Linked DNA regions of Mus musculus: region 1 is linked to region 2. The links are chromatin contacts, called in public Hi-C maps. All regions are on one chromosome and are shown on one strand. Each heading gives the region's core, a stretch centred on a gene start, on an enhancer-like site or on the middle of the called end of the contact. The rest is flanking DNA. Distances are from core to core; before and after follow the strand shown.

What was found. A called contact is a pair of places that touch in the nucleus more often than the background predicts.
Region 1: a Hi-C map of CD8 T cells shows a contact between it and region 2, with 3 times the contacts expected there. The contact joins the enhancer-like site here to the promoter of Cln8 in region 2. A contact is called at or near these places in 2 of 39 promoter capture datasets (liver and pre-B cells), 3 of 484 Hi-C or Micro-C datasets (CD8 T cells and Th1 cells), 3 of 115 datasets of contacts at active chromatin or transcription factors (embryonic stem cells and extraembryonic endoderm stem cells) and 2 of 9 other capture datasets (adipose tissue and liver).

Annotation. Positions count from the first base shown.
Region 1 is chr8:14,962,720-14,967,052 of GRCm38.p6, forward strand. Arhgef10 (Rho guanine nucleotide exchange factor (GEF) 10) reads left to right here. Exons shown (of 29, transcript NM_172751.3): 18 at 1,368-1,543. Among named protein-coding and RNA genes, the nearest start is that of Gm16350, 3.7 kb to the left of the region's middle. Within about 2 kb of position 2,677, at least 32 of the 459 cell types and tissues checked have an H3K27ac peak or open chromatin away from gene starts, as enhancers often do. A contact at or near this core is called in CD8 T cells and Th1 cells, where this site is marked.
Region 2 is chr8:14,886,735-14,891,142 of GRCm38.p6, forward strand. Cln8 (CLN8 transmembrane ER and ERGIC protein) reads left to right here and starts at 1,802. Exons shown (of 3, transcript NM_012000.3): 1 at 1,802-2,384.

The sequences.
Region 1 (4,333 bases), core at 1,427-3,926, 77 kb after region 2:
AGAATGGGAGGGAGGCCGCATCCACGCTCTCGCCTGAACTCAGAACCTTAATAATAAAAGGACACCCATTGCAGGCTTTTGTGATTACCATCATCGTTAGTATTTATTTATTTTTATGTCTGTTTATTTATTTTGCAGTGCTGGGGGTGAAACCCAGAGCACTATTCATGACAGACAGACTCTGGGACTGAGCTGTAACCCCAGCTCTGTGAGCTGAGTTTTAAATCCTGTGGGTCCGTGGGTCTGCCGGCGGAAATCGGGTGCCATACAGGTGATCTCAGGAAGACTGGTGCTGGAGCTGGCTCTGAACAGAGTCCTCTTACTCCCTGTCACCTGGGGCCCTTTGTTGTCACATAGCTGACTCTCCAAATATACCTCTGATAGATATTTCTCCTTTGGATCTGTCCACACTTAGTCCCCATTAGTTCTTTCCCTCAGTTTGGCGTGAGAACGGTTCCTTGGCGCTTAGCTACTGAGCTAAGCTGAGGAGATCTGGGAGGGCAGGATCCTCTAGGGTAGGTAGCATGGAAGAGAACCCATCTTGTATTAAATGCAGTATCCTCCGTGTTTAACGCTGCACCCTTGGTGCTTTCTCGGATAGCATGGGTTGCTGTGGAGCCAGCGCCCTTAGCTGGCGAGCAGCTTCTGCTGGCATCACCTGACACTTTATTGCCACCATGGCTCTTGTGAGTAGGGGGTCACCTTTCTCCCACTACCACAGGATTTGGGCAGAGGATATGTGGGGTGACTCTTGAGAGCCAGAGTCACTCCACTCACCAAGCCTCTGACTTGTGGTCAGCAAATGAAGGACGGTGACCACGAGGGTCAGGGTGGCCAGGCAGAGGCTGTGTGCAAGGCTGTCGCTGTGTGTGCGCATAATTACATGAGTTGCAGGCTGAGCAGCTCCTCTGATCACAGGTGTGTGCGTTTCTCTGTGTCCATGTTCCACGTTATGGTAAAAGAAGAGAAGCCTTAGGTTTTTGTTTCACCTCTGTGTACTCGGCCAGTGCTTTAGTCGTGGAGTGTGAGCTGTGACTTGAGTTTATTGATGTGGTTATAAAGTAACTGCATAGGAATAAGGGGGAAGCTGGAGTCAGATCAGAGAACGTCTCTGCACACTTGGGATAGTTTATCCAGAATCCTCGGACCCTGTGGCCATGAGTTCACAGGTCTTGGTGGAATTGTAGAGGATTTCCCCTGCCCTTCCTGCTGGAGGTCTTAGCTGGAGCCAGTGACTGCTGTTTGCATGAGGATTCCGAGTGCCATGACAACTAGACGGCTGCTCCAGGCTGCGTGAGGGACCGGAGGCGGCATGGGAGCTTGGTCCTGTGGTAATCCATAAAGTGACAGGCTTCTGTTTGCTCTAGGAACTCACATGAAAGCCATGCCGTGATGAGCCAGAGGTACCTGCTCAAGTGGAGTGTCCCTCTAGGTCACGTGGATGTGATTCAGTACAATGGAGGCTCTGGCGCCGGGGAGCACTGTCGGCACCACGCTGCACACTCACCTGAGAGCCTGGCCGTGGTGGCCAACGCGAAGCCACGTAAGTGACAGCCCTGCAAGCCTGGCCCCAGTTCCCCACTGGAACTGGGATGGCGCGTCTGTTGGGACAGCTCAGTCTGTCAGTCTGTCTGTCTTGACATGGCAGAGCCCGGTGTCTGCGCCTCATTGGTCGAAGGTGGTATGGGAAGACCACAGGCAGGCTCTGCTCTCTGCTGCCTGTCTCCGCTTTTCCTTGGTTCTCCACAATGAGCTCATGTGTGTGGCCTTCACAGTGAGGTGGGAGAGATGGCAGTGCTGTGGGTGACTCAGCACTGCACAGTGGAGGGACAGCAGTGCTGTGGGTGACTCAGCACTGCACAGTGGTTGGAATTGCTATCACTGGTCACCATTTGGCCTAGAGATTTTGATCTGAGAGCAGGAGCCATTGCCATTTCCCCTCTGCCTGTTTAAACGGGAAGAAAGACTAGCTAGTCCATCGGTGACCTCTGCTTCCGATTAAACCCATGAACGGGAACGCTCCATAAACCTTAACAAGCGTTAACCTTCAGGTTAATTTGTTTCTGACACACTCAGAAGCACGAAAGCCTACACTTAAACTCGCTCAGCCTTTTGGTTGGACATGAGCATTTAGGAAAAATCCTTTCTGCTCCTCTAATTCCTAGAATGTTAGGCCATTCAGCTCAGTCATTGCCTAGTAGGTCGGCTCTCTGAACACAGTATTGGTCACCGCCTAGTAGGCTAGCTCTTTGAACACAGTATTGGTCACCGCCTAGTAGGCTAGCTCTTTGAACACAGTATTGGTCACCGCCTAGTAGGCTAGCTCTTTGAACACAGTATCAGCTATTAGACTCTTGAATTTGCCCCCACTTAAAGCAAGATGCACCTTTATCTAGACTCTGAGCTAGAACTGAAATACCACGGGGCAGCCTAGAGCATCCCAGTGGATCGCAGGGAGATGAGCAGCAAGAGGAGGGAGGGAAGAATGGAGGGAGGGGACACACAGGAAGGGAATGTCTTTCCAAATTGTCACAATTCATTGCAATTGTATCCAAGGGGAAACTGAATATCTTTCTATGCGCCGTTAGAACACCCATTAAATTACTCAGGAGTGTCTATTGCAGGTTGTGTTGGGCCTCTGTGAACAGTGATGACTGTTTATACTGCAGTCAGTCCTAAAGTGTGTTTGTAGCCAGGGTTGATCCTCAGTATCCAGACAGCCACTGATGACTCTGATCCAGAGTAGACGCACAGACTTACATTTTTTTTAAAAGCATCTTTCTGTTGGTGACTTGTACTAGGCAAATGGAGAATGGGGTTAGGATCAGTAAGAAACCTTAAGAAAAAATACAAAGCAGGATGGCTTGACCAACTCCCGTGGAAGGAAAAACCGGAAAAGGATTCGTTCTCTTGGAGGCCTGTGTGCTGCTGTGACCTTTGCATCCCAATTTCTGTGCAAAGCTGAGTCATCCCGGACAACCACCACCTCTCCCATAGCACTGTGAAGGCCACAGCAGGTGCTAACCACAGGAAAGTGGGGGAAAGAGGAGCCAGCCAGCGAAGCAGAGCAGAACAGAGCCGGGCTTGCCCACTGTCTGAGGGTGAGGTGTGGGGTTAGAGGCTGAGTGTGGAGCAGCTCAGAGGAGCTACTCCCCAGGAGAGGGGTGCTGTCCTCACGCTGAGCTCAGAAGCATTGCTGTATGTCCTGTTAAGAAGAACCTGTTCAGGCGCCAATCTGTAGTTGCAAGCCGCCCGCGACCTACATGAACTGGGTACTCCTGGAAGGCAGGCTTAGGGTGAAAGAGAGACTAGACGGCGAGAGAAATAATGAAGCCAAGACAAATTTTCTCTGATCAAGGCCCGTGAGTTTACTAAGAGACTGTGCTTAAAAGGGAGAAGCCCCCCCCCCCACCCGCCCCTCCCCCTCCCCGGCCAGTCCATCCTTGGTGACTGTAGCTGCCAGCCCGGAAGACCCAGCGCAACATGGATGTCTCAAAGGTGTCTCAGCAGGCAGCAGGATCTCAGAGAAGAGCAGGGCAGTTGACACCTCAAAAGAAGCCAGCCAAGGCGGAAAGCTGCACGGCAGGTGGCCCCACCTCAGTGATGACAAGGTCTGCACCAGCCCACTACAATGTGGGGAGTCCTGGAGACCTGCAGACCACACTTTGCAGGCCGATGCTGATCTCCTGTCTTTAAGGAAGCTCAGAGATTACCTCAGGGAATGGCAGCTTCTGACAGCAGCTTTTCACACTCTTCAGCAGCGAGGCAGTTGTTCCGCCTTCTAGAAGTTTGCTCTGCTTCTCACTGTGGGTGCGCCCATGCCTTGGCATGACGCGTATCATTGTCCTGCTGCTGATATTGGTGGAGTGCCATGCCCTTTGAGGTGGTGACTTGGTGGGCATGTGACTTCATCTGTTAATGTCTCCCTTGATTAGCCTTTCCTCATCCCCCCGCTTTACAGCATGCCTTACAGATGGGATCCGCAGGACGAATTAAGGGCCCTGCCATCCCCAGGGGGCATTTCAGTTTAATGATGTGGTATTGTTGTTCATGTTTATTTATTATGAGCCTGTGATGAACCAAGTGCTGGGTCCTGCGAGCTGCCAGTGAATGTGGCACAGGCCAGGCTATCCTGAAGAAATTTAGGAGCAGACCTTCTGATGCACAGACAGTGTGCACTGTGTAGCACATCCCATAATGGAGATAAAGGGGAGACTGTGTTCTCAGAAACAGTGTCTTTTAAGAACTGTCTTCCGGAAGGACAGAGGGTTCTGCAGATTGAGGTGGGCACCCTGACTCACCCTTGCATGTGTGCCCTTGGCTGGTGACCCAT
Region 2 (4,408 bases), core at 552-3,051:
TTTGAGTCCAAAAGCAAGAATTAGATAGGAGAAATGCCTTCTTTTTTTTCTTGAGATAATATAATTACATCATTTCTCCCCTCCCTTCCTCTCACATATACCACCCCACCCCCACTCCTTCTCTCTTTCAAATACCTGGCAAGAGAATTCTTATTGTCTACCTGCTAATGCCTTGTAAGAAAAAAATAATCTGTTTATTATTTTATTTGTGTGTATTTCTGGGCATGCCACACTGAACATTAATACCCAGGACTCGCATGGTAGAAAGAGATGTCTTCTTGAAGAAACAATGAAATATCGCAATGAGTACATTTTGCTACCAGGAAATGAGGGTTAAATTAACCCCCCCCCCCACCTCCATTAAAGTCATTCCAGTTTGCCTTCTCCAAACGGCCTATGACACAGTAACAGAGGGCAACTGCCTGAGACTAACAGTCGAGGTCATAGTGCCTGGGACAGGCAACTGTAACATCTGGATGGATGAGTGAGCTGTGTGGTGTGGGAACCTGACACAAGAGAGGCTTAAGGAGGGCTTAGAGGAGACATCCAGCCAGGCTGGCCAGATGGAAACAGTGCCTGGGGTGCAAACTTGCAGGTGATGATGCAGGAACTGCGGTCAGATAGGAAAGGTGTGTTTGTAAACAGTCTAACCCAGGCTGACCTTAAAATCAACTCCTTCCCTGAAGATGACCTTTAACCCCTGACCTTCCTATCTCCACCTGGCCAAAGGTCAGTATTACTAAACGCTGTTTACACACCCAGATCTCTCTTGTTATTTTGACACAGGGTTTCAAGCAGCTTAGGGTGGTCTTGAAACTATGTTATTGCTCATACCAGCCAAGTGGAAAAACTAAGGTGCCAACCATGGACTCTGGGGTGCACCAAATATTGATGAAACCTCAGGAAAATAACAGAACTTGAACGTCGGTGTAAAATCTTTGCTGTAAAGGGACCCTTATCACAAGTCACAGGGGCACAGGGCTGAAGTCACAGCTCATTAGCCATTCTATCCATCTTGTGTGATGTTTCTCAAAGGTATTTCTGCAGGTGGCCTGGTTAACTATGTTGCAATTCCTGGGTGTTCAGAGACAATATCAGAACCAGGAGGGTGGGTATGTACAGGACGCTATTCCTTCTAGTCTTTTAAACCAGCTATCTTGTTAATTATCAAGATATGGTATGATAAAGGGCTCTAGGGAGGACTCTGTTATGTGGCCACCTGTCTGCAATCCAGGGTAGGGTGGGCAATTGCCCTGTCTAGATAAGGGCCAGGCAATTGCAAGCACCTGACTAGCAGACATTGCACAAGGAGTGCTGAGGCCAGACGTGAATCCCGAGCCAGGTTGGTTTTCCTGCTATGCTAGGTAGATGAGGGTACTAAGTGCTGATTATCTGCTCAGAGAGAGGGGACTGATTCCGCACCTCTCACCGCTACCCTACCAGCCCCGCTTGGTTAGTAGGTACATGGAATGGGTCGGGAGGTCTTTGCTCTTCTCATAATGCTGGCTCTGAATTAGCTTCGGCTCTTAGCAGGAGCACAGGGTAGCTCTGCACACGCCTCACAGCCACCTTTTCCTAAGGGACCGTAAGCCCGAACTGTACTTGTGCAGACAGGAGCTGGTTACCACCGCCTGGAAGACAATGCTGCTGTAGCAAGGGACACAGTGCGGTCCATTTTGTCGGCCTGAGCAAGTTTTTCGACTCCATGCAGTCGCCTGGAGCTCTGGCAGCACCAACCAGGAGACGCGTGCGCTTGCGTTTCACCTCTGCGCTCTGACGTCAGAGGCCTTAGGGACTTAGGAAAGAGGGAAGGGACAGGGAGTGAAGGGGTGTACGTAGGAGGGTCTTGGGGGACGGTCCACACAGAGGATCGTGGAAGGTCAGTTGGGGTGGGGGTTGAGGAATTCCTCCACTGATCCCTCCGTACCACTCTTAAGGTCCCAGCACCAACTTGAGCTACGATAGTCAAATCTAGCATAGCGCGCTGCGAACTGTGTAGCCTGCTCCAGGCACCCCCATGGCGCTGGATGGGATGATCCTACCCCAACTCGTGCCCCCCGAGTCTACCTTGGTAGCGTCCTAGGGAGGCGAGGCTTAGGGCTTCAGCAGTGCGCGTGCGCAGTGGATAGTGTTTGCTCAGCGCGCGACACTGTCGTGGGTGATTTCTCCGGTGCTAGGGGCGGGATGGCCTGAAAGCGGGGTGCCCAGCTGAGGCGGGGACACAGATGGGCGTGGGGCCCTAGTCTCCAGTGCCACTCAGCGACCGGTATTCTATCTGGCTCCGGTCACGAGGTGTGTCTACGGCTCAGGAGCTCCTGGGACAGCGAGTCTAAGCAGCTGATGGACCAAGAGGCGGCGCCCCCCTTCTGCTCACCTGAATGCAGGTGAGACGTGAAGGGCACCCTGTATACACCTGCCTGCAGCAGCGCAGTCTTTGCTTGGCCACCCGAGGAGGAAGCATTCCATTTGGTGTATAGGTCCTGGGCCACCGTGGGCGCGGGTGGACGATTCAGACTGGGTCCGACTGGATAGGTCGACCTGGGTCGCAAGAGAACTTGGGGCAGCAAAGTGATGGACCACGGTCGCTGGGCTAGGTCTGTACAGTGCTAGGGGATGAGGAACTTGAGTGTGGATCATCATGGGACCAGAGGGTGAAAGGCGATGTTGGTCAGATCTCCGCGAGGTAGGACTGGGTGGTGTCAGCACTTAGTGAAGGGGAGCGGGAATAGGAAGGACCCCTAGCTCTCAGCACACCGTGGGAGGTCCTGGGGCTAGGGTGCTGCTGCCTTAGAAAAGGGTGCCTAAGCCCTTTTAGAAGGCTTTCAGAGTCGTCGGAATGACAGAGTAGGTGGCTGCTCCTAAGTACTGTTTGAATTCATGTCGGTATCGATATTTGTTTTCTGACCGTGTTTATGTATGAAATCTGTAGCTATACACTGGACTTGTTCCCGTGTTTTGTATTTTTTTATTTAAACTTTTCTCTAGGAAGAGTGGGAAAGGCTATGATTAAGGAAACCTCAGATATTCTGAAAATATGAGATTCCACTACACCCACCCAAGCTCTGGTAGACCCGCCCTAGCCTCTAGGTGCTAGTTGTTATGGAAACAAAGCTCCTAGACCTTGAAAGCTCTCCCTGTGCTATTCAGGACCGAATCTCTTCGGATAGTGAGAATCTGGAGAATCCGGCTAGGATAGTTAGTGGATAGGTAAATAAGTCCCAGTAGTGTTTCTCTTAGGCCACTGAGAACCACGTGGGACAGGATTAGTGAGGGGCATGCCCGATGTGCTGCAAAAGGCAAAGGCAGAGTAAACAGCTGCCGTGTGTTTATTCCTTTCTGTTAATAAAAAGGAAACGTTTTATCTAGAGAAAGACTGACTCAGCATGTGCCCCCAAACCCGTGGTATTGCTTAGGGCTCTCTCGGAGGAGAACGGGTTTCAGTTCTCTATTTCCAGGCTTATACGTTTTCTTTTCAGCTTTGTTAAGCATACATGTCTTTTGGCACTGGGAAAATACTTTGGCCAGCTGCCTGTGTGTGATTTCTGAAAGTGTTAGGAGAATCCTCGTGCCTACAGTCCATCTATTGCTCTATGATATGTCAAGGAAGGGTATCAGCCAGTGTGGGAGGGTACCTGCCTTGAGTAACCAGAGAGTGCCGAGCTAAGATGTGAGAGTCAGCATGCTAGTCACGCCCAGCTTAAGGCTGGGAAGGAAAGAGTCCAGATAACCATTTGACCTCAAGGTTTATTCACTACAGTGACAAGCATCAGTTCACAACACTGGCATGGTGACTCAGAAGCAGATGGCAGAGAGAGGCTCATAGGCAAGGCTCAGCACTCCAATGACAAGCCTCAGTCCACAACTCACGCATGGGGTACCCGATTCAGAAGTAAGTGGCAGAGAGACTCACAGGCAAGGCTCCCAATCTGTCCCTCGCTCGGGGGAGCAACTTCTTCCTCTGGATCCCCTTAACTTGATTCAGCCTGGTCAGCAATCAGTCAGATGTCCTCTGGTCGGAGAGCCAGACAGCACAATGATCTTCACTGTTGGAGCATCAAGGTTTCTGCCTGGCTGTTGTGAGCCTCTGCTTTTCTTAGCTCCAAGGGGTGGCCACTCTCTAGCATTACGTCATCACATAGTACTTCATTCATATCTGCTACATGCAGAGCTGACCTGAGCGGGAGAGCTGACTGCTCATCTAACTCTTATCAACCACACACGGCTGATGTGAGCTAGCAAGATCCGACTCAGTCCTGTTCTTATTTCTTATTAACATGCTTTCTACATTTAGACACAAAACCAGTGAGTGCAGTGAACCCACAGCCTTTTGGACCATGGGAGAACACAACCCTGAGTCAGGCCATGTGAGGAGAGTGAGTGGGAAGAGGGGAAAGCGAGAGGCCCAAAA